Linked DNA regions of Mus musculus: region 1 is linked to region 2. A link is a contact called in public Hi-C data. All regions are on one chromosome and are shown on one strand. The core of a region is the stretch at or near the end of the contact, and the rest is flanking DNA. Distances in the headings are between cores, read along the strand shown.

Region 1 (4,365 bases), core at 702-3,201, 66 kb before region 2:
CCAGCGAGCTAAAAAAATAATAGGAATTGGTTTTAAAAGGTGATAATGGGGTGCAGTGAGGAGGTGTTTGATGACGTATTTGAATATCTAGGCTATAAAAGAAGGACACAAGTCAGTACTGAGAATATTAACTGTCTAATTAAAAAACGGAGAAAAGACATAAAATACTGTGTTACTTTGTGGATACATTCTGAGATTACAAAGAAATGATTCGTTTCCCTGGGCACTAGGAAAAGCCCAAAGTGACATTTCATTCTTCATTAATGAGAACAAAAATTAGGGTTTGGGAAGATGGCTCAGGGCACAAGCATTTGCTGTGCAAGCGTGAGGGCTTTAGCTTAAATCCTTCAAACCCATGTTTAATGCCATGTGTGGTCCTGCCCAGCCTGTAACCCCAGTCGTGAATACAGTATTGGAAGGCCAGGGGGTACAGGGCACCAGACATCCTCTTCTGGCCTCTTTACACACCACTCCAGTGTACACATGCACGTCTACCACACATGGTCACGTGGTCAGCACACAGGCAAATAAAGAAAATGGTTGTAAAGTGTTAGTGACAGTAGCACATCCTGACCAGAATGTTGAGAGACTGGATTCTAAATGCATTACTGGTAGGAAAGTAAAATGATACAACTTTTCTGAAAAACAAATTGGGTAGTTCTTCTGACTCTGTCTATCTGTCTGTCTGTCTATCTATGTCTCTCTGTGTGTCTGTGTGTCTGTCTGTCTGTCTGTCTCTCTCTCTCTCTCTCTCTCTCACACACACACACACACACACACAAAGAGCAGTCACATTTCTGGGCATTAATCTCACAAAATACAAAAGCTTATGTACATATAGGAACCTGAACATGTCCATAGTATCTTTATAGTACACCCAAACAGAAACACCCTAAAAGGTTTGTAACACATGAATAAGCATAATATGGTATATTCCTACCATGAAATACTAAACAATAAATAGCCAGTAAGTATTGATGCATACAACCATTTGGATCCTTGTCACATGTATTTGACTAAAGGAAATACTCCAACCATAAAAGGCTATTGTAACCTGGAGTTGATGGTGCCTGTTTTAATCCCAGCACTCAGGGCAGAGGCAGGTGGATCTCTGAGTACAAGGACACCCTGGTCCATAGAGGGAGTTTCCGGACAGCCAGGGCTGCATGAAGAAGTCCTGTCTCAAAAAACCAAGTAAGGGGGCAGGGTTATGACTCCATTTCTGTCCTGTATCAAAAGAGCAATACTATATATAAGCCAGAAAACAATGGTGGTTATTAGGGGTTAGAGGTGGCAGAGGAAAGGACTTGAGTGTGACTTTAAAGAGGACCATGAGAGGCTTTTCTGGTAGTGTTGGTTACAGCTGAAAACATATCTGTAACTGCCTTTTTTGTTTTGTCATGCAGTCAGCATATACAAGGCAAGTCACTAGGGAAACACTGGCTGATATATGGGTCATCGTTGTATCATCTTGACATTTTCTTGCAAGCACTGTTATTTTAAAAAGAAAATGCCTTTAAAATTTGCTGTTCTATGACTTGAACCCAGGGCCTCAAAAGAGGCAAGCAGTCTATCACTGAGCTATCCTCTGGCCTTATCTTAGCTTTTTATTTAGTAATCTCACTAAATTGCCCAGTCTGGCCTTGCTATCCCTGTGTTGTCCTGGAAGTCCTTGAAGTCAGAAGTTTTCCTGTCCCACCCTTAGAGTAGCTTAGCTGTTGTTCCAGGCCTTGCTGGCAGGACTGGTCAGCTCTTCCTACTTTCTCTTCACATCTGAGAACCAGAAAGTATTTCACTTCCTCATTCAAGTTGAGACTTTTTTCATAACCTGTGATTTGTATAGCTTTCTGCCTCCTGCAGAGAGTCTCATCACTGATAAAGCTAACACATGTCCACTGTTTCCCTCTTTGGGATTGTTTTACTGTCAGCTGTAGATGAACCCTGCCCTAAATTACAAGATAAACAGAAATGCAAGTCATTCCGACCCTGACAGCTCTAAAGCTGGGTTGGCATAGGAGGAATATCAAGCTCAATTCTTTTTAACTGCTGAGTGCTATTTCATAATAAAAACATGTCCTAATACTTTTGATTTATTCGTTCACAAGATTTCCAGCTTTTCCACTCTGCCTCCAGCTTGCAATTTCATTTTTTACATATGATTCCTTATATCCATATTTCAGAACTTTCCTTGCTGAAGTATCTGTAAGTGGAATTATCATGTTATAGATTTCATGCAGTTTTAGTTTTGTGTTGTCAAATATCGTTTTATATATATTTTACCAGCTACTTGTGTCAAAGGATTTCTGGCTCTGCATGTTACACGCTTGCTTAGTTCTTGGTTTTCTAGCTCCTATCTACAACCTGTAACACAGTCTAACAAATTTTAACATCTAGTTTTCTATGGCCCTATGACTGAATTTACCCAGTCTCCTCTGAAATGGGAAGATATGCAGAGCCTCATTAATTACTTAGTAGTGGATGAGAGATTTTACTTGTATAATGTTGTATATTATATGTTACATATAATATGTATATTTTATTTTATATTATACATATATTTAATATTCTACTCTGACCAGTCAAATATTAGAATGCATTTTAGTTGTATAGATTTAATATTCATCTCTTTGTTTATGGTTTTTCAAGACTCCAATTACAGTATCCTATTTTTGCTTAAATTAGCTCAGTAGAGAAAATAGCACACCATCCTCTGAGAAATTAATTTCTGTGATGGCAAGATGGCTCAGAGATTAAGAATACTGGCTGCTCTTTTAAAGGTCCTGAGTTCCATTTCCAGCAACTACATACTGACTCACAACCACCTATACTGGGATCTGATTCCCTCTTCTGGCAGGTAGGTGTACATGCAGGCAGAACACTAATAAATAAATTAAAGAAAGAAAAGAAACTCATTGCTCTTCCAGCTTGTCTGTATGTTTGCATGTGTGTGGGTGTGCACTCTGCCCATGTGAAGAAACCAGACTCAGTTGGCCTTCTCTTTGCTCTTTGAGATTTCACAGATTGTCAGGTGTGGCTGCAGCACTTTTACCCATTGGCCATTGGCAGGTCCTTGGTTTTAGATCCTTTAGCCTCAAAAACCATACTACTACACTGGAGGTACCTTGATTTTTTTTTTTTAACTGTACTGGTCTACCTGACATTTTATTTTTAGAAAAGTATTTTTGCTGACCTGGAGAGATGGCTCAGCAGTTAAGAGCACTGACTGTTCTTTCAGAGATCCTGAATTCAGTTCCCAGCAACCACATGGTGGCTCACAGCCATCTTCAGTGAGATCTGACGCCCTCTTGTGGAGTGTCTGAAGACAGTGGCAGTCTTCATATATATAAAATAAATTAAAAAATTCTTTAAAAAAAGTTTTGCTGAAACCATTTAAAGTGCTACTTTTAGCTACTATTTTCCAATCTATTAAACAATGGTTGTTAGCCCTTCTCTTATCCCTTGCACGACTACAAACTTCAAAAGAGAAATCCATGAGACTTTAAATAATTAACTAGGAGAGAGAGAGTAGATTGGGGTCCAAATGATTTATCACTGGGTATTCTATTTGAGTATGGACTTAGGAGGGGCTGTTGGAGTATCAACAATGACTAGAATTGATGTACTTTCTCACAGTAGTGGGTTTTGTTGTTGTGGCTCCTTGTTTGTTTGTTTGTTGGTTGGTTGGTTGGTTGGTTTTTTGAAACAGAGTTTCACTTTGTAGCCGTGGTCTTGAACTCAGAGGTCAGCCTGCCTCTGCTGTGTGAGTGTGGGCTCCTTCTGGGATGGGCGTTGGCTGTGGCCTCTGTGGATGAATCCCTGAGCCATCCCACTTAAGGTTGCTTCCTTTGCTTCGAATAGAAGTGAAGTTTCCTTATTGGTGTCCTTCTCTTGTTTTATTTAAACACTTTTGTTTAATTCGGTACAGTTTAATCTTTTGTTATATCAATGGAAATTTATGATTTTTAGTAAATACTGACTGGGTTAGTTATTGCTCTGAGGTTATGTGGTCATTGGTTTAAAATCACTCTTTAGGATTATCATATGATCAGTATTATTTTGTTTGAACACTGGATTGAGCCCTTGCATTCAAGTGTGTTAGCCAAGTGCTGTGTTGCTGAGTAACCCTGTCGCCCCCAGATTTTAATGACCTCAGCTATGAGACAGTTAGGCAGAAAGCTGTCTAATTTTTTTCTTTAATTTTTATAGTAGAACTAGAATTTATAATTACTCTTAGTTACTTTTTTAATAGCCTCATAATTTAGACATTAACGTGTTTTTCTTGTTGTTGTTTTGTTTGAGACAGAGTCTTTCTGTGTAGCCCTGACTATCCTGGAACTCGCTCTGTAGACCAGGCTGGCCTCACAC
Region 2 (4,420 bases), core at 1,149-3,648:
AGCCTTGGGTATTCAAACCTGTAAACTTGAAACCTTGCCCACTTTCCAGGGCCACCTAAAGACTGGAGTAGACACCGTGTGTAGAGATGTCTACAGTGTCTGGCACGCGTTAGTCCAGATCGCTAACTCAATATTTTTTCCTCTTTAATGGCTGACAAGGTATCTACTGCTTCTTTTTTAAAAACCCAAGTATCTTTTGAAACTATAGAGAGAATATAGAAGTGGTTACTTGTGGATTTCAAGTATTATCTCTGGACGCATGTTATTTCTTTAATTTTATTGCCTTGAAGAGAGGGGATGGTGGAGAAGATTTGTGAGTGGACAGAGTCTTGACCAAATCTTAATAACATTTCCTTAATATATTAATAGGAACTGAACTTTTTCTCACTATATAGACCCTAGAGCTCTTCTATATAGACCAGGCTGGCTTCAAACTTACGCAGCTCTCCCTGCCTTTTCTTCTGCCTCCTGAGCACCACCATACCTGGCTTGTTCTGTTTCTAACATGGTTATTCAGTATCAACAGCCACCTCCTGAAACCAAAGAGCTTGAAATAAAATCTAAATAGTTAACAGTAATTATGGAGTTACTGATACCTTCAGTACTTTTATTGTCTTGTGATAGTTTATTATAGTACTGCTTTTGAACATTTATAAATTATATTAAAATACTGTATTAAACCCGATTATTGGAAAGTGATCAAATGAGTATTAAGAAATAACTTGTATGCGATGGTACTTCCAAAATATAAAAACCAACCTAGGGCCAGCAAGACAGCTCAGTGGGAAAGCTTGCTGCAAGCCTTTTGACCTGAGTTCAATTCATGGGACCCATGTGGTACGAAGAGATAACCTATGCCCTCTAGTTGCCCTCTGACCTGTACATGCACATATGTGTGAATGAATGTATACATACACATATACAACAAATAAGTGAAAAGTATTTTAAGAACATCTGACATAAAGAAGCAACATGCTTCTTGATCCTACATATTTACCAACAATTTCTGGAGAAACACACCAGCACTCTATTTTATGGATTGCTGAAGGGTAGATAATTACAAAACAGAGGCATATGTGTATGTGTATACACTTCTTTGAAAAATGGGCTGAGATTATGGTTGATTTTAGAGAACCTACTTTTAAATTACACTTTGATACAGTAACTTAAATATATAAATTATAATTCATAATGGTAAACACTTCAGGAAAAAAGTCTCCCCATAAATACGAGGAAGTCACAAGAAGATAGATACTATTAGCAATTTTAAGTAAGGTATAGTTTTTTTTATGAAGATACATATATCTAAGGTATTTTTCATTTCAAAGAACAAATGTAAACTTATATAGGATATTACTATAATCTAATTTTTATATATTGAAATAATATTTTATGAAATTCATTTTAAAATATTTGAAATTCCTTGTGTTTACATTTTAATGCTATAGTCTGTGAAGTGTTGGGTTGTATCAGGCTTTTATATATGAGTGATTTTAAAATTCTGCCGTATCAGAGGCAGGTATGCAGGTAGGTGAGTGTAAACCCTGGAGGGCAGAAGATCACAAGTTTGATGCCAGCCTGGGCTAAATAGTGAAGCCGTGGTGCAACAAACCAAGCGGCTCTGAGATAAATGCACTGCGGATCAGAGTGAGATTTGGTGCATAGCCTGAAATGTCAGCACTCCTCCCTGGAAACGGTTGCTGTGGCTGCTGCAGCATTTCTTGGGATTTTCAGTTTGCTTGGACGTTCACCTCGCACCTACTTATGTTACCCCTGTTTAATATCTTCCATTTGGTATGGAAGTTATTGTGTGACTAAAATGTGTTTCTGATTTTCCTCAATTTGAAATCTGTGTAACTTTTCACTGAAAAGTTGTAATTTCATTTGAAATAATATCAGACATTTATCTTCAAAAATGGCCCTTTTCTTTATCTAACCAATTGTATATGTTTGTCTCTGAGCGGGCCTCTCCCGACATACAGTTTCCCTATTATTTTTCTCTAATGCCTGCTGTGTACCTATTTACTATTGACATTCTGAGGTACGTTGTAATTTTTTTCTGAGCTTGATTATACCAATCACACCTGTGCTCTAACTACTTAAGTTTTTGACCAATTCTTATGTCCGGCCTTAAAACATGGGTTAGAAGTGTAAACAATACATTATAGCCAGAGTCAGTTTTTAGCAACTAAGGGGAAACTAAGTTGCAAACCTATGCCTGCAGATAGGAATGAGCTGTGTAGATACTCCCCTCCCCCAACACACACACACACACACACACACACACACACACACACACACACACCCTCTTTTCCCATCTAAATGCATCTAGACAGTGGTTGAGTGACAGGAGTTTTCACACAGTTGTTGTGGTTCAAGTTCCTAGCTTTCAGGGTACCGTACACTAAATGACCGCAGTTGCAGCAATGGCTTTTGCAGTGTTTTGCTTACATTGTTCATGACACCTCTGGGAATGCCAGTGACCTTGAACGTTTCACCCTTACATAATGAAGGCATGTTCCAGAACTTTATTTAAAGATGCTATAGTACAATCTCCTGACACGATGTGGGTGTTTTTGTCTAATGTTCTTGTGTCTGTTCCAGTCAAAGAAATAATGCCATATGTTTAGGAGACTTGTATGAATGAGAACTAACTTTGAAATTTAGCCGATTAGCCTGTTGAAGATTGTTTCCAGGATGTGGTAATTCAGGATTGTTCTTTGGATGATTACCAAATTCCTCCTCCCTCCCACCCTTTTTTTTTTTTTTTTTTTTTTTTTTTTGTCTTTTGAGACAGGGTTTCACTATGTAATCCTGGCTGTCCCGGAACTCAGCCTCCAGACCAGGCTGGTATCATGGAGATCCACCTGCCTGTGAGACAAGTCCTTTGCCACCACTGCCTGGTTCAGATCTCTTTTTCATCTACACTCTTCCTTGAAAAATGCATTTTATAAAAATTGGCTTTTCTCCCCCATAAGAGTTTTAATGAAGAACTACTGTTTGAATATCTGAATTTCATTCCATGATTTTTTTTTCATTTTGGTTATTTTGTACTATAAAAAATTCACTATCATCTGTAATTCATGAGGAATGTAAAGGAAAACAAGCTGTCTTTATAAATTTTAAAGCTTGAAGCTTTGTAAGACTAGATTTTTAACTAAAAACTAAGTGTTTTGGAAATTCTCTTTGAGAACTTAATTCTACATGTTTGTTTTTGTTCGGCTGTAGAATTACTTCATCCGAAAATACATTTGAGATGTGCTAGACTTATCTGATAGTATTAATTTCCCCCCTGCTCCCTGATTTGTGAAAGCCAGATTGATACTGTATATAACTGGAGGAACATCTTAAGAGGCTGCAGATGTGAACTTCAAATCTAAATTCTTAGATAAATACAGACTTAATTCTTTTCCTTATTAATTTAATAAATAGATGTATGAAGTTAAATGGTTCTTCTTATATATATTCTAAGTTTTAGCTTTTTTTTTTTTTAACATTGTGAAAAACATCCTTTTCGGCTTGAATCTAGAAAACAGTTAAGGGAAGGTTCTTCAATCATGGCCTAATAATAAGGGAGATGATTATACAAATCAAATTACAGGTTTACAGTGAAAAGATTCTCAGAGCTATGTGACTTGAGCAGTTCTAGCTTGGCAGAAACTTGAAACATTGTTTCTGCAATAAAATGCAACAAATAGCCACTGTCTGACTTGTGCAGCTCACTCAGTCCTTCCTGTTGCTCTGCTTGGTTTTGAGGTGCAGAGTGGTGGCGAACCACAGATGGCCACTCTCGTGCTGGAACGCCCTTCTTTCCACCATTACTGGGAATTCCACCACTGTTTGCTCCTCCAGCCCAGAATCACGATTCGTCATTCCATTCGAGGACTTCTGGGAAGAGCAGTCGAAATGGTCCTGAGAAAGGTACTGACATCTACAGGAGTGAAGGACCAGAAACCTGTCCCCACACCTCTTTGCAGCAGTCTGGTTTTAAGAACATTTTTCCAGCCTTGTGATAGTTGCTTCTATATCATCTTTCTTGATCCTTATAACAATCCTTTCATATCTCAAGTCTCCTGATTTTGCAACCACCGTTAAATGCTTGTGTTAGGAAATACTGATGTGAATTACCCAGGATCTGAACCGAGTCCTACAGCTCTTTCCTTGGTATGTCATTATCTCTTAGGCAGAACTAGAGTTTAGTTTATCCAAACCATTCCCCTACTACTGTGTTTTCCTTTTAAATGATCAGGATCTCTGTGGACTCTAAGTATTGTTACAAGAGTGTTTAGAAGTTGCAGTGTTGTAGCTAGCCCTGAGTGTTTCTAAACAGACAATGCTTACAAGTGATTTGTTTTCTAAACATGTCTGTTTAACGTCTATGATAGCCACTCAGGTTAATGCTAGTGAATTATTCAGTTGA

What was found. A called contact is a pair of places that touch in the nucleus more often than the background predicts.
Region 1: a contact with region 2 is called in a Hi-C map of liver, with 2.9 times the contacts expected there. The contact joins two enhancer-like sites. A contact is called at or near these places in 4 of 484 Hi-C or Micro-C datasets (embryonic fibroblasts, liver, nephron progenitors and 1 more) and 4 of 115 datasets of contacts at active chromatin or transcription factors (double positive thymocytes, embryonic stem cells, heart atrium and 1 more).

What each region holds. Positions count from the first base shown.
Region 1 is chr2:60,043,662-60,048,026 of GRCm38.p6, reverse strand. The region is part of intron 2 of Baz2b (bromodomain adjacent to zinc finger domain, 2B); the gene reads left to right. Among named protein-coding and RNA genes, the nearest start is that of Gm13572, 8.7 kb to the right of the region's middle. Within about 2 kb of position 1,951, at least 70 of the 459 cell types and tissues checked have an H3K27ac peak or open chromatin away from gene starts, as enhancers often do. A contact at or near this core is called in liver, where this site is marked.
Region 2 is chr2:59,978,044-59,982,463 of GRCm38.p6, reverse strand. Baz2b (bromodomain adjacent to zinc finger domain, 2B) reads left to right here. Exons shown (of 36, transcript NM_001001182.3): 5 at 3,757-3,921. Among named protein-coding and RNA genes, the nearest start is that of Gm13572, 57 kb to the left of the region's middle. Within about 2 kb of position 2,398, at least 18 of the 459 cell types and tissues checked have an H3K27ac peak or open chromatin away from gene starts, as enhancers often do. A contact at or near this core is called in liver, where this site is marked.